2 separate regions of the Anser cygnoides genome follow, and region 2 is linked to region 1. The links are chromatin contacts, called in public Hi-C maps. All regions are on one chromosome and are shown on one strand. The core of a region is the stretch at or near the end of the contact, and the rest is flanking DNA. Distances in the headings are between cores, read along the strand shown. Region 1 overlaps PPIL2 (peptidylprolyl isomerase like 2). Region 2 has its middle 66 kb from the start of HIC2.

What was found. Hi-C and Micro-C count contacts between places; a contact is called where the count stands out from the background.
Region 2: a Hi-C map of liver shows a contact between it and region 1, with 17 times the contacts expected there. The contact joins two enhancer-like sites. A contact is called at or near these places in 2 of 7 Hi-C or Micro-C datasets (both in liver).

Annotation. Positions count from the first base shown.
Region 1 is chr17:9,162,418-9,165,269 of Taihu_goose_T2T_genome, forward strand. It overlaps PPIL2 (peptidylprolyl isomerase like 2), which reads left to right. Exons shown (of 20, transcript XM_048063659.2): 20 at 1,349-2,738. The coding sequence ends at 1,442. Among named protein-coding and RNA genes, the nearest start is that of YPEL1, 40 kb to the right of the region's middle. Within about 2 kb of position 1,489, at least 1 of the 3 cell types and tissues checked has open chromatin away from gene starts, as enhancers often do. A contact at or near this core is called in liver, where this site is marked.
Region 2 is chr17:9,573,550-9,576,560 of Taihu_goose_T2T_genome, forward strand. No RefSeq gene overlaps it. Among named protein-coding and RNA genes, the nearest start is that of HIC2, 66 kb to the left of the region's middle. Within about 2 kb of position 1,267, at least 2 of the 3 cell types and tissues checked have open chromatin away from gene starts, as enhancers often do. A contact at or near this core is called in liver, where this site is marked.

The sequences.
Region 1 (2,852 bases), core at 239-2,738:
AAACACATATCTGTCTGCTGATCTGCTTCCCTGTGCAGCCACACAAACAGTCGTACCAGCACAACTGAAATGGCCAGAAAGGGGAGCAGGTTCTCAGGCTTGCTGCGGGAGCACAGGGTGTCTGGCAAGTAGCTTCAGGGTGCCTGGCAGGTTGTACAGGCTTGTCCCAAAGCATCCTCTCCCAGACACCCTTTGTACACCCGTTGGGATTGGCAGCATCGCTTGCTTTCCTAAGGACAGTACAGAATCCTGCCTCAGCAGAAGATTAGCATGAGTTTTGGATAAATTAAAATAAATGCCTTCTACTTGATTTTTAGCAGACTTCTGTAAAAACATTTGCAAAAATGCTGTTGTCTGTCTGCTGCATAAAGTCGTGTATTTATGTGTACACAGATTTGGACAACTACTTAATCAGCTTGTATGTGCCTATGTGACGTAAAGGCACTTGCATAACTGTGAGAATAAAAATATGACAGTCCATGTAGGACGGTTTCATGTGTATGTCAGTTAAATATTTCAGTTACAAAATACTGCTTGGCCCTTAAAATATCATGTTCAGCTTAAAACTGCTGTCATTCTGCACTGTTACTTACAGAGGAAACCCATGCAAAGTTTGCAGCTGCAACAGCTCTGCAGAAAGGGCCAAGCTGTATAGAACAGAGTTTTCTTCCCTAGTCTATCACTCATTTCAGCCTGCCTTGAGTCTGGGAGTTTGGTCTATAGCAGCCCTTTGACAGGCTCAGGCTTCTCCCTGTCAACTGCTGTTAACTGACAACAAAACCCCAGTATGTGACCTGGCCACGTAGCGTTTCCATGGGGTTATAATCTTTGCTCAAGAGGGGCTGGGAATAGCAGCAGTGACTGCATCAGGCAATGCTCAAGAAACAGAGAAGGATCTCACAAACCTGCCCAGCTGCTTTACACCTAACTGCCCATAAATTCTTTTGCTGCCACAAATGCAGGTGAGAAGTGGCTCAAACTTTCATAGTGACTGTGGTTTTTTTTTATTATTATTATTATTATTATTTCAAAAAAAAAGGGAGCTGTTAAATGTTCATCTCTGACCTGGAGATCTTGCTAGGTCTTGAGCACGTTCCTCGAAGCGTTCAAAGCCCGACCGAACCATCCCCACAGACTGACACACTCTCCCTCTGTTTGGGTGAACCAAAAGCCCCGAGCCCCAGCCCCCCTGCAGTCCCATGCCAGCCCAGAGCTTGCACTGCTTTCTGATTTATAAGGGGTGAGCTGGCTGCAGCGTAGCTATTGCTGGGAGAGGAAAGGCAGCCAGCTGCCCTCGTCCCACTGAACAGTAAATAGTCCCTGAGAGTTGTTTTCATTTTGGCTCCAGGAAGCGCAGTGTGGAAGATGACGGGCCCTCAACAAGCACAGCTGCGAAGAAAGAGAAAAAGAGCACAGGCTTCGGGGACTTCAGCTCCTGGTAGCAGCGTGGGGAGCCTAGCACTGGGGCAGCACAGCAAAAAAGAAGAGGCGGCCTCCCACGTGTCCCTGAAGAGCCCGAAAGACAATCTGTCCTGGGGAGGGAAGGCACCAGCCTGCCCTTCCACTGGGGAAGAAAACTGTTGCTTTGTTAAGGGTGGTTAATGTGGCTTTGTCTTCTGCAGAGCTGCATTCCCCCAACTGCATCTTCCTCGAAGGCCTTTTTGTTGTTGTTTTGCTAAGTGGGGAGCAGGCAGCCCAGCTCCGCTGGGATTAGCTGGAGCCTTTCTCTGCTTGGCTGGCAGCAGACCAGGCAGAGCCCAGCCTTGCAGGACACTGCTTCAGTGAACAGCTACATTGGTGAAAGAGCTCCTTTTACAGGTAATCATTTCCAGACAAGCCGAGTCTGCCAAATGAACGAATGAATTAATGTGCTGGGGAAGCGCCTGTGCTGCTGTAGTGCCTTGTGGAGGGGAGGAGAGGGCTCCAGCCTGTCCTGCCCTTCCCTTCAAGCTGCATTTTGCTTGTTCTCAACAAGGACCAATTCTGTCTTTTGCTCTTACCTCCTGGGTGGACTGACTGCTGCCGATCTCCGTAGGGCCTTGCTCGCTCCAGATTGAGCTCTGTCTGCACCCGTGTAACAGCCTGGGAAGCAGCGAGACTGGACAGGGAGCCTGGTGTAACTGCACTACTTGTCCCTCTCAGTAGCTGGCCTTGCTGGAACCACTGGGGAGCCAGAGGGGCCTGGATGCCCCAGTTCAAACCTGCCCTCTGGTTCCAGAAATGTCAGCATGGAGCAATTGAGTGGGAACAGAAACAAGATTGCAGCATTTGTTTTATTAACCATCCCCAAAGCCTGCTCCTTGCAGGGGAACACATTTTTTTCTGCTCCAATATCAGTCCTCTCATTGTTAGGGAAAACCACGTAGTGTAGCTCACAGGCATCTCAGATATGTTCCTTGCACAGCCACAGATTATTAGGATGCTTAAAATAAAAAAGGCCTTATGGGGTACAGAGATATCAGCCTGGGAAATTTTATTCAAAAACAATGTTTGTTACCATCAGTTAGAGGTAGTATACTAGATACTGAACATTACTTCTCAGCTCATCTTAGGTGTTTTCAGATGACAGAAATACCCCTACCTATATCTGGCTGAGGAGATAGTTTTGTAATTACCTCTTTAACCAATAACGTTTATATCAGTAGCTCTATGTTTTAAGAGAAGTCTCCATTTATATGAAATCACTGTAAAAATTTTTGGTAAAAGGTTTTGCATTAAATGCTTTATTTTCTTTTGAATGCTTGTGTCTGACTGTTCAACTGTGATTTCCAAGACCATGGCATTGCCGAGTTGATTGTTTTATAAGGAAATGATTCATTTCTACTTTTTAAGATGCTTGTAAAGAACTCTGG
Region 2 (3,011 bases), core at 17-2,516, 410 kb after region 1:
ACGAACAGCCATGGAGCACACAAGAATTTGCTCTAGAACAGGCTTTGAGATCACTAAGGGCAGAACAACCTTTTTCTCTGTCTTCCCAGAAAGAGCTAACAGCAACTTCTAAGGCAAAGCTGTTGAGCACTGCAACCAAACTGCCTGGCTGTGCATCTAGGTAGAGGCAACAGACAGAAAAAGAGAAGGAAAGAAGTGTTCCACCTCCTTTTCTTTAACAGATTTACACTCGATCAGTTCCTGGTCACTCTAACTGGTTTAAGTGTCCACACAAGTGACCTACTGCCATATGAGGAAGGATTCAAAAATCAGCTAATTGAATCAGTGCTGTCATCACACAAGCCACAGCCTGCAGCAGCAGTCGACATTTGGGCAGCAACTAGGGAATCCGCTGCTACAGCTCCCGCCTTGCTTCTAGTGGGAGTCTTTGTTTCAGGGCTGGGGGCATGGGTGGGAACTGGAAGAAGGGAAGGGAAGGAAAGCAAGCAGGCTTGGATGTCTCTAGCAGCGCACTGCAGTCCTGCCCAACAGACAGATGCAGCCTGCTCTTCCAGTCTCAGGTTGCTTCTGAGCAGAGCGTGCCACTCACGCCAGGTTGTGCAATAGCAGTTTAGGATGTGTACAAATACTGGCAGTGGGAGAGATGTCAATTCTTGGTGTAAACTCTGACCTAGCCTGGCTTCAAGCCACTGATCGCAGTGGATAGGTCTATATGTGCCAGAGCTTGTCACACGCTCCCTGTGCACTCTACCCTTCCTGACAAGGTCCGTCAGGCTCCTCCTGTGCTTTACTTCATATGTGTACACAGAACGCTGTTTATGAGCACTCTTGTCCTCTTTCTTTCCTTTGAAGGCAGCAAAGGTGAGGGGGATCTCCGTTATTTCAGAGAGCATTTAGGTTAATCTCCTGAACTCCTAACAAGATGGATATTTTCCAAGCCTCTTGAACACTGTGAACACTTTCTGCAGAGACATATTAATTTCCCTTGATTGAGTCCAAGTGCCTACCTACTCTCATTACACTTTTGCCCTGCACGGTACTGTTCTTCAAACTACTGCAGTACAGAAGGCCTCTGATCAAAAAGTCCTGATCAGTTCCTGATCCATAGCACAACTGCAATACAAGTAAAACAACAGTTTTCAGAAGGATCACCCTTCTGTCAGCATCAGCCCAATAGTGACTGATGCGTGGTCTGTGGGGCACATCTTCCCAGCAACATGGCCCTTTCACACCCTAGGAACCAGTGAGACAACATTCTTGAGCAACAAAGGGAAGCATGACACAGTGGCACATAAAATGAACTTGTTAAACTTCTCCCCTGCCATCTTCTTTCTGCTGGGCTCTGATTTAGCCTTATCTCCAATGCCAGTACCTTGCTTTTACCTTCATCCATATTTTCTTAATTCAATGTTACAGTTTCAGTTTGTTTTGCGTGAGGCACAGTTAAAAAAGATTACAGAATAGAAAGACCCGCTTTGTTTTGATGCCAAAGGTCATTTTTTTTCATTTCTTTTTTTCCCTTTCTCTTTTGAATTTTTTTAGTCTAAACAAGAGATGACATACCTTTTGAAAAGCAGCTTTCCTGTGGTTGCTTGTGCCCTGAAAATGCATGCACCTGGAAATTTCAGTGCTTGAGAGAAGCTGTAGAAGATCAGTCCGTAAATGTTCTTGCTGCACTTGGGGAGCTAGAAGATGGTCCGGATTCCATGCTTCAGTCTTCCCTAGAAATGACAACAGAGAAAGCGTCAACACTGAAATGTAAGAGCAGACTAAAAGGCCAGGCTTCTTCTTCTTTAACAACGTATCTGAAAGAGTCTTCCTCCACCTCTCAGTAGAGTTGACTCTACTGAGACATTCAGAAAGGTGATGCTTTGACAACCTCACCTCAAATTATGCAGTGTACTAGCATAGGTAAGAGATCTTTTAATACTGCAGTGATGTTACCTGGCCAGCAGCACAAGGCAAAGTTTCTCCAAGTCTTCTTAACAAATAGACCTAGTCCTAAATGCTTCTTCAGTGGCTTCTTCCACCTGCCTCATTAAGCTTGGAGAAATGACAGAATTAAAGTGCATTTTTTTAATATGAAGCAAAGCCTGACCCTGTCTGCTGCTGGAGAGCACTAAGTTCTTCAGACAGCATAGGAGTGCTTGAAGGAAGGATCTGCAAACATATACGAAAAGATTTGCAAGCAATCTCTGAAGTCTGTTACAAAAGCCAGAAAAGTTTAAGCTGTGCTGCCCTACAAAGGGCAGAACTCTGTTTTGGGCAGAACTCGGTAAAATCCCATCTAAACCAGGACTGTCTGTGTCACTTATGCTGATGGAATTGAACATGTATGAACCATGGAGTGAGAGAAAAAATTTCAGAAAGGGTCTTTTACATCTACATGCCTTTGATCAGTCACTTAGTCTTCTGTACCTTGGTACCTGCTATAGCCAAAGCACTCCCCAAGGCAGTCGAGGGGCTGGCTGGTTTCAAAGTGTGCAAAGCAATAACAAAAGTTAGCAAATCTATGTCAGGTTGCTCTACGCCTTATCCAATCAAGATCAGAAAATCTCCAAGGATGGAGCTTTCACAGCCTTGCTGGGTGACCTGTTATAGTGCTTAATCCACTCTTACTGCAAAAGCTTTTTCCTTATATCCAATTTGATGGGTAATTCAGTGGGCTGAGAGGTTTGTCTAAAATACCAGCCTTATGTTTTCCTCCCTAACTTGACATGTGGGGGCTCCAGACCATGAGGAAAGTCCCACAGTGCCCCCAATACAGAGGGAGCCTGCAGTGTAATTATGTGTGGGTGCACAGGCTGCAAGGCCCCAGGGTCTGGAGATGAGGACAGACAAAAGAACTGCTAACTGGCTGGGCCTTGTCTTTGTTCCCAAGGCCTGTACAAACCATGCTGCCAACCATGTGTGGTGTGCATATTAGATAATAGTTAGAAACGTTCTTCCTCCAGAGGGATGTTCTGTGCTCATGGTCTCTGCTGCTATGCAGCTAGCCAGCTCTCCTTCCT